Linked DNA regions of Zea mays: region 2 is linked to region 1. The links are chromatin contacts, called in public Hi-C maps. All regions are on one chromosome and are shown on one strand. Each heading gives the region's core, a stretch centred on a gene start, on an enhancer-like site or on the middle of the called end of the contact. The rest is flanking DNA. Distances are from core to core; before and after follow the strand shown. Region 1 holds the start of LOC100273052. Region 2 holds the start of LOC100280835 (remorin).

The links. A called contact is a pair of places that touch in the nucleus more often than the background predicts.
Region 2: a Hi-C map of ear shows a contact between it and region 1, with 2.0 times the contacts expected there. The contact joins the promoter of LOC100280835 here to the promoter of LOC100273052 in region 1. A contact is called at or near these places in 4 of 25 Hi-C or Micro-C datasets (bundle sheath, ear, leaf mesophyll and 1 more).

The regions. Positions count from the first base shown.
Region 1 is chr10:135,190,395-135,197,921 of Zm-B73-REFERENCE-NAM-5.0, reverse strand. It overlaps LOC100273052, which reads right to left and starts at 4,172. Exons shown (of 5, transcript NM_001360161.1): 1 at 4,084-4,172; 2 at 3,756-3,999; 3 at 3,604-3,663; 4 at 3,269-3,472; 5 at 2,556-3,163. The coding sequence starts at 4,118. The coding sequence ends at 2,783.
Region 2 is chr10:135,444,361-135,451,887 of Zm-B73-REFERENCE-NAM-5.0, reverse strand. It overlaps LOC100280835 (remorin), which reads left to right and starts at 4,030. Exons shown (of 5, transcript NM_001153755.2): 1 at 4,030-4,343. The coding sequence starts at 4,169.

The DNA.
Region 1 (7,527 bases), core at 2,923-5,422:
GCGAGGTACTGGCCTAGGGAGATCACCGTCCCCCGGCATGCCTAGATGGTTGCCTTCGGAGGGACCCCCTAGATCGACGTGGAAACATTCGCGGCTCGGGCCGCAGTCCTCGTCGCCGAGGCTACGGCTACCGTCGAAACAGTCGGAAAGGCAGTAGTCGCATGCGGTCATGAGGTCTCGCATGGCGTCGGGGTTGCCAAGTCTGGAGAAATCCAAATGGAAACTGGGCTCGTCGTCTTCCTCGGACCCAGAGGGCCCGCAGGTCGAGACGTCCGTCAGCCGGTCCCAAGGTGACCGCATTCGAAACCCTAGAGGGTTCGGATTCGCCTCTACAAGAGCGTCCGCCAAAGCGGAGCCGCTAGGCGGGTCGAGGCTAAATCTGAAAGGCGTGGGATGGGAATCGATCGGTACCTCTTGGTCGACGGGCGGTGATGAGGTCACGTCGGGGGCTGACTACACCGTCGTCTCAGGTACGAGGGCGACATCCAGCAAGCCTTTCGCGAGCGCGCTGGCGTCGTCCGTTTGCTCGGGGTTGACGTGTCGCGGGGAGACAGCGCTCCTCTTTGTCGCAGGCGCAAGGCCAATGCCCGATGCACCCCCCGTTGAAGTGCTGGCGTTGTGGTCTCGCTCGACGGTCGACGAAGCGCCGCCTCCTGCTTGGCCTTGGTTGCCCCGCCTCCTCCTCCTCCGTCGACGGGGAAGAGGACGGGGCGAGCTCGAGGGTTGTTCTTCCACCACGCGGGGAAGACGTCGTCGATCCTGCCGCCGGCGGGCGGACTGTCGGCCGCCATTGTCGCTGTCGCCCGGCGGTGGAAAGAGTATCATGTCGTAGCTGCCGTCGAGGGACATGAACTCAAAGCTCCCGAGACGGAGCACCGTCTCGGGCCGGAGAGGTCGCTGGAGACTACCCATCTGGAGCTTGACGGGAAGCTGTTCGTCAACACGCAGCAGGCCCCTACCTGGCGCGCCAACTGTCGGCGTTTCGAGACCGGGGGGTCCCCGAGCCGACGAGTGAAGTGTCGCCGCGTGCCCCAGCCCAGATGGGTCGACGCGAGGCCGAGCGTGAAGGGGGGAAAGCGAGGAGGCAGGAGATGGGTCGTGAGAGAGGTGGAAATCCCGCGGCCTTCGTGTTCGTCTGCGCCCAGGTCGGGTGCGCTTGCAGTAGGGGGTTACAAGCGTCCACACGGGGGGAGGAGCGAGCGGCCTCACGCGAGCGCCCGTCTTGTCCTCGTTCCCGCGCGGCCGACCCTCTCTAAGAGGGCCCTGGTCCTTCCTTTTATAGGCATAAGGAAAGGATCTAGATGTACAATGGGGGGTGTAGCAGAGTGCTACGTGTCTAGCGGAGGAGAGCTAGTGCCCTAAGTACACGCCATCGTGGCGGTCGGAGAGATTTTGGCGCCCGGTTCGTGTGATGTCGTGGCCGTCGAAGGAGCGCCGGAGCCTGGTGGAGGGACAGCTGTCAGGGCCGTCGAGTCCTTGCTGACGTCCTCTTGCTTCCGTAAGGGGGCCAAGAGTCGCCATCGTCAGGGAGCGTGCGGGACGCCATCATCGCCTATCTGGCGGAGCGAGTCAGATGGGACGCCGGTCTTGTTCCCCGTAGCCTGAGTCAGCTTGGAGTAGGGTAATGATGGCGCCTCCTGTTGATGTGGCCGGTCCGCGCCCTGGGTTGGGCGATGTGGATGCTCCTCTGAGGTCGAGGTCGAGTCCGTCTTCCGTGGCCGAGGCTGAGTCCGAGCCCCCGGGTCGGGCGAGGCGGAGTTCGTCGTCTTCTGGGGCTGAGCCCGAGTCCGAGCCCTGGGTCGGGCGGAGCGGAGTTCGCCGTCTTCCGGGGCTTAGCCCGAGTCCGAGCCCTGGGTCGGACGAAGCGGAGTTCGCCGTCTTCCGGGGCTTAGCCCGAGTCCGAGCCCTGGGTCGGGCGGAGCGGAGTTCGCCGTCTTCCGGGGCTTAGCCCGAGTCCGAGCCCTGGGTCGGGCGGAGCTTCCTATGGCGTGCGGCCGGTCCTGACTGCCTGTCAGCCTCACTCTGTCAAGTGGCACCGCAGTCGGAGTGGCGCAGGCGGCGCTGTCTTTCTATCAGACTGGTTAGTGGAGCGGTGAAGTGACGGCGGTCGCTTCGGCTCTGTCAGCTGAGGGGCACGCGTCAGGATAAAGGTGTCAGGCCACCTTTACATTAAATGCTCCTGCGATTTGGTCGGGGTTGCTTCTTGGCGAAGACAGGGCCTCGGGCGAGCCGGAGATCCTTCGGGGTCGGCTGCCCTTGTCCGAGGCTAGGCCTGGGCGAGGCGTGATCGAGTCCTTCGAATGGGCTGATCCCTGACTTGATCGCACCCATCAGGCCTTTGCAGCTTTATGCTGATGGGGGTTACCAGCTGAGAATTAGGAGCCTTGAGAGTACCCCTAATTATGGTCCCCGACAAGCCTCAAAATAACTTATTTTATATCTACTTATGTAGCCACCGTTCCTCGCGTACAGTCAATCAAACAGACGCTAATCCAAAGTTAATGCCCACGGTAATTTAGGATGGAACGGTGCGGGTAACCAATCAGATAAAATATGGTCATATCTAGGGGTATTTTATTACCGAAGCTTAGTACTGACAGAACCCAACTAACTAAGAGGCAGCAGCGATCCTTTCTTTATTCGCCGTCCCAAACCAGCAAACTACGCTGCGCAGCACAGAGAGCAGAGAGGTAGTAGATAGCAGGCGCCAGGCAAGTCGGAGAGGCGGCGCACTAGCGCCGGACCGTGAAGTCCCCACCACCGCCAGCCCAGTACGGCAGCGTCACACGAACGGCGCCTCCTTGCCTAGCGCGAAGAAAGCGCCGGTGGGGCCGCCTTCCGGGAGCAGCGCCACCTTGACGACGTTGGCCGCGCCCTGCGCGGGCGTCAGCAGGCCCGTCTGCCTGGTCATGTCGGTCTTGACGTAGCCCGGGTGCGCGCAGTTGACGCGCAGCTCGGGGTGCCGCCTCGCCAGGACCCTCGAGTAGGAGTTCAGGGCGGCCTTGGCCACCTTGTACGCGGCGAACTCCGTCGGCCAGCCGCGGGACTTCAGCGCGCCGGCCTCGAAGTCCCGGAGGAACGTGCTCAGCAGCTCGTCCAGCCTCTCCTCCGTCAGGCCCTCAATGTCGTCCAGCTCATGCTTCACCTCCTCATTCCTGAGATACTGCATTCTTTGTTTCAGATCCAGCAGCAGCAGCTGCTGGCGTTGGTCGAAGGAAAGGAACGGAATCTGAAACGGTATGATCAGATACCGGAACAGCTTACTTACGCGTAGCAGCCCGAAGTCGGAGGAGACGTTGACGACCCTTCCTCCGCCGGAGGAGGAGGCCTGCAGGAGCAGGGGCAGCAGCGCCTCGGTCACGTTCTTCACCCCGTAGTAGTTCGTCTGGACGCCTGCCTTCGCGGTGTCGTTTGTCTCCCGGCAGCTCTTCCGCATCAGCTCCGCCATCTGAAACGCGTCCATGCCCTTGATCTGTTCCATTATTCCACGCGCACGGCGCACCACCATGTAAACCGTTTCATCAGAGCGTGGCTTAGGATAGGATCTGAAAAAAAAATCTGAGCATGCATGCATAATTTCGATCGGGGGACATGTGACCTCACCTTTTCGCCAACATTTTCAACGGGAAGTGACTGAACCCCACCGATAGCGGCATTGTTTACCTAGTAAGACACAGTGGCTCTCCTTCATCAGCCACAGTCACAGCCACCTACACCACCGAACCTTTCACAGATTCAAAATTAAGGGGACTCACCAGGATGTCTAGCTTCCCAAACCACGCCTTCAGGAAACCGGCCAATCTAGCAATGCTCTGGGCGTCGGTGACCTCCAGCTGATGGAAAACGACGCCGGAGAGGCCCGCGTCCGCGAGCTCCTCTACGGCGGCGGCGCCCCGCTTCTCGTCTCTGGCTGTTAGGACGACGGTGATGCCGTTGCTGGCCAGCTGCCTGCACACCTCCAGCCCGATCCCTTTGTTCCCGCCGGTGACAACGGCGACCCTACCAGAGTAGAGATCACACACGCCGGCCAACCAGTTTCAACTCGTGTACAGATTACACGCCAGAGCGTCGGATGACACGTACCTTGCGCTGTGGGGACTAGGGGTAGCGGCCGCCATGAGCCTAGCTGCCTGTGCACACCGCGCGCTGGAGCAAGGGGATGGGGACGACAGGATCACAAGAATGGGGACGACAGGTCAGGTTATTTATGTTGACCAGCGATGTGTGGTTGGTGGTTGTTAGCAGAGTACTACGTTCCATGGATATTTCACCAGCACATAGTAATGCCTTGTTGGAGAAGCAACTTTAAATTGAGGCCACTTTATACTTAACGCCACCTGTCATAGGACAAAATTTTATTTTCCTTATCTCATCTTCCTCATCTCTGTCGTCCCTATCGCCTCTCCACCGCTGAGGACTCAGAGCATGTAAAACTGGTGTCTTAAACTGTGTCTTCAGGGCATGTAAAATAGGTGTCTTAAGCTATGTCTTCGAATGTATTTAAAGAGGGTAATATAAAAAAACTCAAGACATATATCTTGACAAACACACTTTGTCTTGGTTCTATGCTCGAGATAGGAAGAATAGCTGATTGGTAATTTAATTTATTGATTACTCTGATTAATATAATAGATATAGTAAAACACAGATTTGAGACACTGATTTATACATGGGTCGCGCCTGGTCTAACGGGACACAGTCGCTTGTCCTTGTCCACCGCACCGGGCTCCTCCATCGGCCTCTGCCGGCGTCGGACTTCACTGGCTAGCACCGTGACAGAGCGCGGGTGCCGTCACCGAGAGCGAGGCGGTTCCTCCTCGCCTTCTCGTCCTCCAGCGCACGGGGATGGTGAGACCCACGGGATCGAGAGGAAACTAGACGCAGTTCGATTTTTTTTGGGAGTCTGAGACAGCTCTATCCGCTTCATGTTTATCGAAATCAGATTCAGATTTTAATTTCTTTGGCTTCCATCTCTAGTCAATAATAGATCTGTTCAACCAAATCCGTAAAAAAAGGTGGAGATTTTAAGTTAAGTGGGATGAAGATGTGAATGTGAAGTTGTGTTAGAAGAATCTCGCCACCAAACGTGCCATTGAACTTTTGTGCCCACAACCATGAATGTGCTGCCGGCATCCAATGAACGGTGGAAATAACTGAAGACGCAACGACACGGAGACTGAGCAATTACTACGGTCCAGGCCAAGGACGCACGCAATGACGTAGATCGGTAGATGACGGCAATTTTCTCCAGCGGCGACGACCATACAATCGTACTTTTACTTGAATACAGACACACAGTAGAGTTCACGAATTCTTATCTGACGTGAAGATACATTTTTACCCGAGTATGTTGTGAGTTGTGACAGATACACAATCATATTTTCACTTGCATACAAAAGAGTTCATGAATATGTACTTGACGTGAAGATCCATTCTTGTCCGAGCATGAGCCAAGACTAATTTTACCATTTCATAAAATGAAAACGAGGATTAAATACAACCACCAGGTACCTGTGTACGGCTGGCATCGCCATTGCTCGTGAGCCCATGCATAGCGGCGTCGACCGACGTCGCTGAGACAAGCGCGTGGGTCCCGCATATTCCTCACCGGCGTCGAGATGGGCCTAACCTGCCACTCCAGGCGTTCAACGACACGCGTACAAGGCCTGCATCAGCCGATCGGGAAAAATGGGCCTAACCTTGTGCCAAAAATAATGGTAAAATGACGAAACCTGCTTCTCATAAAAGCATGATTGGTTCACGCGCTCACCATCATCAGGCGCGCGCCATCATAGCCGGTGAGGAACGTCTCTCCCTGGCTTTTCCACGGATGCAGCTAGGGCTGGGCAAAAAACCCGTAACCCGAAACCCGAACCCGAACCCGAAATACCCGAAACCCGAATTTTGTTCAGGAATTTCGGGTAGCAACTTGCAAAACCCGAAATTATTTCGGGTAATTCGGGTATCACAATCGGGTACCCGAAATACCCGAATTACCCGAACTTTCATGTGTCATGTACTCATGTCATGCTTATTTATTAATTTGTACATCTATAATTATGTGTAAGTGTGCATAACTTGTGATTGTAGATTGCTTGTGTTTTATATGTCCATGTATATCATTATTCAAACTATATTTTTATACTAATTTAATAGAGTGTATGTGTTTTTATGAAGCCAACACAATAGTTCAGGTAGTTCGGGAATACCCGAACCCGAACCCGATATTTCGGGTACCCGAATTTTCGGGTATTGAAAAACCCGTTGTAATTTCGGGTATTGATTCTCAAAACCCGAAATTTTAAAAACCCGAATTACCCGACCCGAAAAATTCGGGTAACCCGAACGCCCACCCCTAGATGCAGCGAATGGATGAAAAAATATCCTACATCGCACCCGTACGTGCAGCCCAACCTATACGCGCGCGGGAAGCCAATCATGCGCTCTCGTGTGGTCAACGCACGCAGCGAGCATGACCGTGGCCATATAGGACAACCAATCACGCAGATAGTGACATAATTCCAAATTTCTCGATCGGGAAAGCCGCAACCCCCCAGTAAAATCAGCGCGCTCTCCTAGTTGGACCGGTTAGAATAGAAATATGTGCAAGGCCTATTTTTAAAATGGGCTACCTTGAAAACTAGGGAAATTGTTGCTTTATAAAATAAATATTTTAAACCCTTTATAGTACAAAATTGTATTTTACATGATTAAATACGTCCAAACAGCCAAAGAACTCGTTTGGATATAACGGGTTAGCCTGGGTCCAAACCCATTTGTCGGGGACCATGATTAGGGGTACCCTCAAGACTCCTAATTCTCAGCTGGTAACCCCCATCAGCATAAAGCTGCAAAGGCCTGATGGGTGCGACTAAGTCAGGGATCAGTCCATTCAGTGACTCGATCACGCCTCGCCCGAGCCTAGCCTCGGACAAGGGCAGCCGACCCCGGAGGATTTCCGTCTCGCCCGAGGCCCCCCTCCAACGGCGAACATATTTCCGGCTCGCCCGAGGCCCTGCCTTCGCTAAGAAGCAACCCTGACTAAATTGCCGCACCGACCGACCAAGTCGCAGGAGCATTTAATGTAAAGGTGGCCTGACACCTCTATCCTGACGCGCCCCCCCCGGCAGAGCCGAAGTGACCGCCGTCACTTCGCCGCTCCACTGACCGGCCTGACAGAAGGACAGCGCCGCCTGCGCCACTCCGACTGCGGTGCCATTTGATAGAGTGAGGCTGACAGGCAGTCAGGCCCCGCCGGAGGCACCATAGGAAGCTCCGCTTCGCCCGACCCAGGGCTCGGACTCGGGCTAAGTCCCGGAAGACGGCGAACTCCGCTCCGTCCGACCCAGGGCTCGGACTCGGGCTAAGTCCCGGAAGACGGCGAACTCCGCTCCGCCCGACCCAGGGCTCGGACTCGGGCTAAGTCCCGGAAGACGACGAACTCCGCTCCGCCCGACCCAGGGCTCGGACTCGGGCTAAGTCCCGGAAGACGGCGAACTCCGCTCCGCCCGACCCAGGGCTCGGACT
Region 2 (7,527 bases), core at 2,781-5,280, 250 kb before region 1:
ATCTTAAACCTGCAGGTAGTTTCTTAAACCTGATTCTAGCTACAACTTAGTACAACTACTGGTAGTTTCTTAAAGCTGATTCTAGCTACATGTTTCATATTGTGGCACAAGAACTTTTAAGAACATATGCTGATATCCACTGTATTTAGTTACTACTTCAAGACCAACTGTATTTTAGTTACAATTGTGTTTTCAAGATTGTAGAAATTTGTAGCTGAAATTATCCACACCTTATTTGTGAACTGGCATCATTTCTAAGAATATTACCGATTAGAATCTTTCACTTTTATAATGCTTTGCAGGAGTGGCCCCCTCTGAAGTTGGATATGCAGTTATAACCAATTTTTACCCCTTTTATTCTAGAAGAGTTGCCAAGACGCGGTATAAGACCATGATAATAGACTAAGAGAGGATTTGACTCTAATTACTATCTGTTTTATTTATGCAGTCCCATGAGAACTTTGAGTATTTGCACATTGCTTTATTAATTTATTAAAGTTAAAGATTGTATGTGTTGAGTATGTATCCACTCTTGTTGGAAGTGTCTTGCAATTCCAATCCAAGGATGTATAAAAGACTGTATGAGCTAAGTATGTGTTTTTTTCATGTATTTAGAGTATATATACTTTTTGTTGCTTGAGAACAAGTATGTACACTAGAAGCTTGTCAATTGTGTGAGCTTGTCAATTGTGTGAAATTTTGGTTGTTTCAAATGATAGACTTCGACATTTGTTATAATTATTGAGTTGATTCTTGATAACATTACTAAACAATAACCTATGTATGCATAGGTGTCTTCCGTTGCAACGCACGGGCATATACCTAGTATTATATAAGAAAAGTTCATAATTGTGTTCAAACTATGGTGCAATACAAATAATTATCCAAAGATTAAAATGAGGAATAGAGAAACCACCGTGCTCTATCTATCTTGGGTCATCAATGAGTTGCTTGTTGATTGGATTGCGTGAAAGGAGTCCCTTGCGTGACCTATATATAAAGGCCAGCTCAACAACCTAATGCATGCGGCTACAACTTCATCAAAAGCATGTCTTAACTTGCATGTGACCCCACGCACGAGATACATACACATTGACTATGCCCATGTTTGTTTTAGCTTTTTGCAGCTTCTGGCCACTAGAAGTTGCTGCGGGCTGCCAAACGCTTAGCTTTTCAGCCAGTTTCTATAAAATTCGTTTGGATAAAAACCATTCAAAATCAACATAAACAAATTATCGGTTGAGTCGTTGCAATATTAGAAATTCGTCGCTTTTTAGATCCTAAGCCTTATGGACAACTTTATCTTGCTCCGTACGCAATCCTAATGATACTCAGATTCTCTACACAGCCAGATTTTCCCCACAGCCAGATTCTCAGAAAAGCTGGTCAGAAAAAAACTGAACCAAACAGGCCCTATGTATGTCTTAACTATGCGACCACGTCATTTCCATGTTGTTAAAACTGTATCAAAAAACCAATCACAGACAGTGAGGCTGAGAGTGGCTGGTTACGTGAATAATACTGATGCTTCAGAGATGTCAGTCTGAAGTCCTGCTTGTCGAAGAAACTCACTTCCGCTCCAACCTGAACCACTGGATTGTGACCTGTCCTTTTTTTTTAAAAAAAAAATAGATGATATGTTAAGTTTAGTACGCGTTTCAGCCTTTCAGGAACGTACTTGTGACATTGTTGGCCACAGCTTAAAAGTTTCCGTTTGGAATGCTTCGCTGTTGGTGTTGGCAGAAATCTCCAGCAATACATAAAGAGCCGACCCGTACCGGGAACAATGCAAGTCCAGGCGTCTAGGTGACTTTGGCTCATAGAACATCACCCTCCAGATCGTAGCGCCCATCCCTCCACCAGTGGCGACCCAACTGCTACGCAAAAAATATCAAAAAAAGAAGAAAAAAAACAAAGATCATCAAAACTCGAACCTTGACTGTCAAGTTCAAAAAAAATAGTATTTATACCACTATACTAGCTATTATTATATAAACTTAGGGTGTGCTGTGGCCCATATGAACCACCCGCTAGGTCCGCCCCTGGCCTCCACCACCTGTAAACCCTAGCCTGAAGATAAAGAAAATGCACACGGAATTGCACACATTTTAAACATGGTGCAGTCGTAAGGACGCAAGAAGAGAGCTGGGGAACGAGAAGAAAAACTCCAGAAGGCACCGGGACAAAGTTGGAGAGAGGGCGTGGTTTTGAAATACTTTGCTTTCAAACACGGCTTAAATATCCACGGTTGTAAAGGATTAGCAGAGTAGAACGGCGACGACTGGATCGGTGGTGGGTTACCGACGACACACGTCGCCTTCGAGCCACGTTATTCCCCGCGATGCGACCAACGTTGCTTTGTGTTAAATAAGAAGGGAATAATTGAATAGGAAATCAGTCACTCTGTTAACTCAGCCGGAGTTCGTTTGCTGTGGCCGCACTCACCAGCAAGTCATGCAGGCATGTTTGGCTTCTTGTCAATTTTCCCTGCACATTGTTGGACAGTTGCACACAACGAGGCCTGGCCCTGGCCCCCTCTACCATAGAACGACAATGAAAAGTTGGCCAGCTATCCTATGATGGCCTGCCAACAGTACGAGTAATCAAAACAAATGCCATTAAACTAGCAGTACATTTTTGTATCCTACCTGAAAAACCGAGGACCTTCGCTGCAATCATTCGCCATGGATTGATGGATACCACCATCACAATTCACACAACACGATGAAGCATGTACACTTACTTGTCATAGGTCCTTAGACCCCTTTGTCTCCCAGTAATAAAGAACCGACGAGAGCAATGCACGGATCCACGGAGCCACTGGAGCGTCCACGAAGGAGATCCAGAGAGGGCGAGGGCCGACTGAGAGAGGAGAGGGAAATGTGGAAGACTGGAAGGGTCAAGGGAGGTTGGGCGACAGTGGGTAACGGGGACGGGGGGAGATATTTTGATGTTTGGTCGGGCCTGGAACGGGCCGTGCTCGGGCTCAGCACGGCGTGCCCCGACTCAGGCCCAAGCACGGCCCGGGTGTCGTGCCGGACCGTGCTGGGGCTCAGCACGGTGTGCCCCGACTCAGGTCCAAGCACAGCTCAGGTGTCGTACCGGGTCGGCTCGAGCCCGTCGAGTACCGTGCCGTGCCGGATACGGGTCGGGCCTAACCCGTGCCGTGCTTCGGGCTACGCGTTAGGCCCGATTCGTTTGGACATGTATAGTTTCGTCCAAACCGAAGGAGATTAAGGGGATGCTACATTGGTGTGGGGCTTTCGGTTCGCTCCCGGCGCCGGCGACCTATGGTGATTAAACGAGTAGTAGCGACCGATAAGATAGAAACAACGATTCGGCGAGGATACAGTACTACGGAAGGGACGGCCCAATGGCGAGCGGCATTTTAATATCCACGCACGATGCAAGGAACAGAAAGCATATGGTCACCGATGGTTCGTAGCGACGTCGCCGCCCACGCATTTATGCCGCCGCGCGCCGCGCTGGTACGTTCGAGCGAGCCCTGTGGTCTGGTCTCTCGACGTTTGCCCGGCTAAGCTGCGGAGCCGTCCGACGACCTGCCCGGCCGCGTGCTACTGCATATACACTGCACGTCCCCGTGGTCTGTCGTTCTGTCAACAGTGCCCACGGGACGGGCCCCCGGGCACGACGACGTTGAACGAAACGAACGTTGCTGCCTTGCTGGCGTGAAAGGCGACGCGCGTCGTGCGACGGCCACCAGAGAGTCTCCGCGCTCACGGGATCCGAGCGCCCAGCGGTGCGGGCCAGCTCGTCTCGTCTGAGCACACAGCACAGGGCGATTGCGCTGGGAGCCAATGCGCTGCGCCCGCGGGCCACGGCGGGCCCAATGCCATGATGCGCCGGCCCGGGTCGCCGTCACGTACGCGCGCATGGGTTCCTTCATCCCTTGCCGACTCCCCTGTCAGAAAAAAAAAATACGAGGCCGTGTCCTTCCTGTCAGAATTTAGAAACACATCAAACCTTCCGCTCTCTTCCCTTCCTTTGCGGGCTGCTCTCCAGTTCAGGCGTCCAGCTTCGCCCAGAGTCCAGACACGGCCAACAGTTAAACGCGCCACCGCCACCACGCTCGCACGCACGCCCCACAGGTACAGCTAGCTCCCACCCCTCAACAGCAACAGCTAAGCTTCTCCTAGCAGACAGCAACATGACCGAGGAGGAGGCCAAAAAGGTGGAGGTGGAAGTGGAGGTCACCAAGGCGGCGCCGGCGAAGGAGAACGCCGCCGAAGAGAAGGCCGTCATCCCCGCGACCGAGCCGCCGGCCGCCCAGGAGAAGCCGCCAGCGCCGGCCGACGACTCCAAGGCCCTGGCCATCGTCGAGAGTGAGTACAACTTGCTCTGCTTAATTCTCCCTCTGTGTAGTGGAAGGCTTGCGATGGAAAGGTGGTGTTGGCGTACTGGTTTCTGCTCTAAGAATTCTGAGAAGCTTTCCTCCTCCCTACTCTATGCTTTGGTTCGTCGTCTCTGCACTTCCTGGTAGCTGTACAGTGGGAGTACTAGGTAGGTACTCAGCACTTGTGATCCTTGACAGTTGGTTTGCCTTTTTCTTTTCATGGGTTTCTGGTTTGTTGTTGGCCAACTCATTTGGTCCGACTACTTTTCGCAGAAAACAAAAATTTTCTTCTTAGGAATTCAGAGCTATCTGTGTCAGTCTGTGAGCTGCAATGCAAAGCATATTGGAACCTGCGATCAAGTTCTAATTAAAGTACTCTAGTTCTATCGTTAAAAAAAATACCGGAGTAAATTTGGGACCCATCGGTTTTCAGAGTTATTTACCAGCTTGCTAAATGCTTTTCCCATTTTGTGAGAGTGGTAGCCATCCCTGCCATGGACTCTGGAGGAATTGCTTGCTTGTCAAGTTCTGCAAGGGTACAGGGGTAAAAAAGGTCTAGTGACAGTTCGGGGATCGTTGCCTCACTTCGAAACACAAATTTGATTCTAGGACGTGGCCATCGTACGTAGGTTTCTAGTTCGAGGGTTCTAAAAGTATGCTAGTAGTTGTTTGAATACTAGACATGTAGTATTTCCTTTTGCATGCAATTTATTTTTTAGTGAAGGTTCAGATTTTAATTCAGAAAACGATGGCCAGTTGGAACTATAGAAGTTCAAACGGGCGGCACGGCCCGGTCCGACCCGGGCCCGATTAAGCCCGGCCCGACTAAGCCCGACTATATATCCGTGCCGGGCCGGACCGGGCCACCCAATGGGCTCTACCCTCTGTACGAGCACGGCACCGGTAAGGCACGATCGTGCCGGACTAGCCTGGTAAGCACGGCCCATTTACACAACCGGGCTAGCCCGAGCCCGCAGACATATAAATCCCAGTTCTCGTATCACAAATCACAACTTCACAAAATCTACTGTCTACTGTCACATATAAATACAACTTCACATAATCACAACTTCACAAATCACAACTTGACATATAAATACAGTTCTCGAGAGGAGCGACCGAAGACGGAGGGCCGGTGTGCCGCCAGTCGCGAGAGGAGAGGGGAGAGCTGGAAAGCCGTCGCGCGAGTGAAAGTGAAATAGGTGAATGGACGCTAGGGTTTTCGGCTTCGGGCGGTCGGGTTGGCGGCTGGCCTTTAAATATGCTCACGCCGTAGACGGGCCGATTTCAAAGCCCGATTACCGTCATGTCGTGCCCGGGCCAGCCCAACAGGCCGAAACCGCTGCCGAGCACGGCACGCGCTTCGTGCCAGGCTGGGCCCGGCCCGTTTCCACTCGTGCCGGGCCGTGCCAGTCCCGAGTCAAAATAACGGGCTCCGTGCCGGGCTATCGGGCCGTGGGCTTTCTGGTCATCTATAGTTGGAACCTTCCCGAATTCTTCACTTCTCCCCACCTGTCCGTTCTTGCCTGCTCTTACCTTTCTTCTACCTTTATCCATCCCAGTTTCCTTTAAAATAGCAAAAAAACTAACCCAAATCTTATAATCTGCATGCATTCCGCCCGTTTTCCTATCTCAGTATAATGACCTGCAGGCGCAGCTCTCATGGCCAAGAAAACTAAATCCTAAACTCTATAGAAGGATTCGAAGTTTCATGCTAAGAGGAAAAGAATCAGACTGAAACAAAGGGCAGTTCTTCCTATTTTTTCTTCAAATCATGGAGGAGTTAGTTGGGTATTGGAACAGACAAGTTATGTTGTTTTTCTACTTTGTTATTCAATTTGTATCAGTGAGTACAAATTTCAAATGGTAGATGAATCATGATAAGGTTATGATATTTTTTAACTGGCTTCTTTAGCTCTCTCTCTCTCTCTCATATTAACATGCCCAATCACAGCTTGCAAAAGATTGGCTATTGCTTTCTGTTGCTGCTACATCTTCAAAGATGTACATCAGTTCCTTGCACACGTGGGCAAATGATGAAATCATGCGCTCTAAAGTATCCAGTTTCACTATTTCTTTTTAGAAAAGGGATTATATAATTCCAGCCGCTGCATGTAAATATGTATAAAGCTGTCCAACAAACAACGATTAAGAAAGTTACTCCCAACAGCAGCAACAAAATAAGGATACAACACAAACATAACATGCGAGTCCAAGGCAGAGACAAAATACAAGCTACTATAATGTGATCCTGCTAACAATTCCATCTATTGGAAGCGAAAATTTGCATCATGGTCATTTCAAGCAGACGACATCCTAGCTTTATTTGTGGTTCGTCTTCTCCCTTTAGCAGTATTGCTCACTCCCTCATCCAGTACGTTTCCCTGAAGACTACCTGCAAAGAAATAGGCACTTGTGCATTGTTAAAAACATCATTTCTGCATAACCAAATTGCCCAGCAAAAGGCACAAGTTCCAAACCAAATCTTGTTCCTAAGGTTCCCCTCTACCCCTTCCATCCACCTTCCAAACATATGATGTATGCTTCTAGGTGGTAAGATATTAAAGGAGACATGAACACACCACCATACACATCTAGCAATAAAAAAAGTGTTGAATGAATTCATCCAAAATACATGCAACACACTTTAAACTTCCTTTCCATTGCTTTTTTGCTAGGTTATCTTTGGTAAGAACTATGTTCTTGATAAGATACCACATAAAAACCTTAATCTTCAGTTTCACTAATGGCTACGCAGATATACAAAATAATTTCCTGCAAATTGAATTTACTTCTACTGTTTAAATGGTTAAAAATATGAACTACTAATCAACAGAACACAATTACACAATGGGTGCCAAATTTGAACTCGTATTCCAGGCAACTAGATAATCTTATCTCTTTTATCATGTTGACCTATCTTCTGTTATATGCCTATATTAATCGTACAAATCCTACTCATGCACAACCAAAGTTGTTTTGCCCGGAACTAGATAACTTTCTCGAGGGAAGAAAACTTAGCAAGATGCCAACGCCCTTGTATACAAGCGGAACACATTCTAATTAATCAACCCACAAACTATATTCTAAAAATTTGTTAAACACAGCACAAATACATAAAAGAAGATTCATCTTTTTTTTTGTCGCTAGTTTTTTTAAATTATTTTGCATTA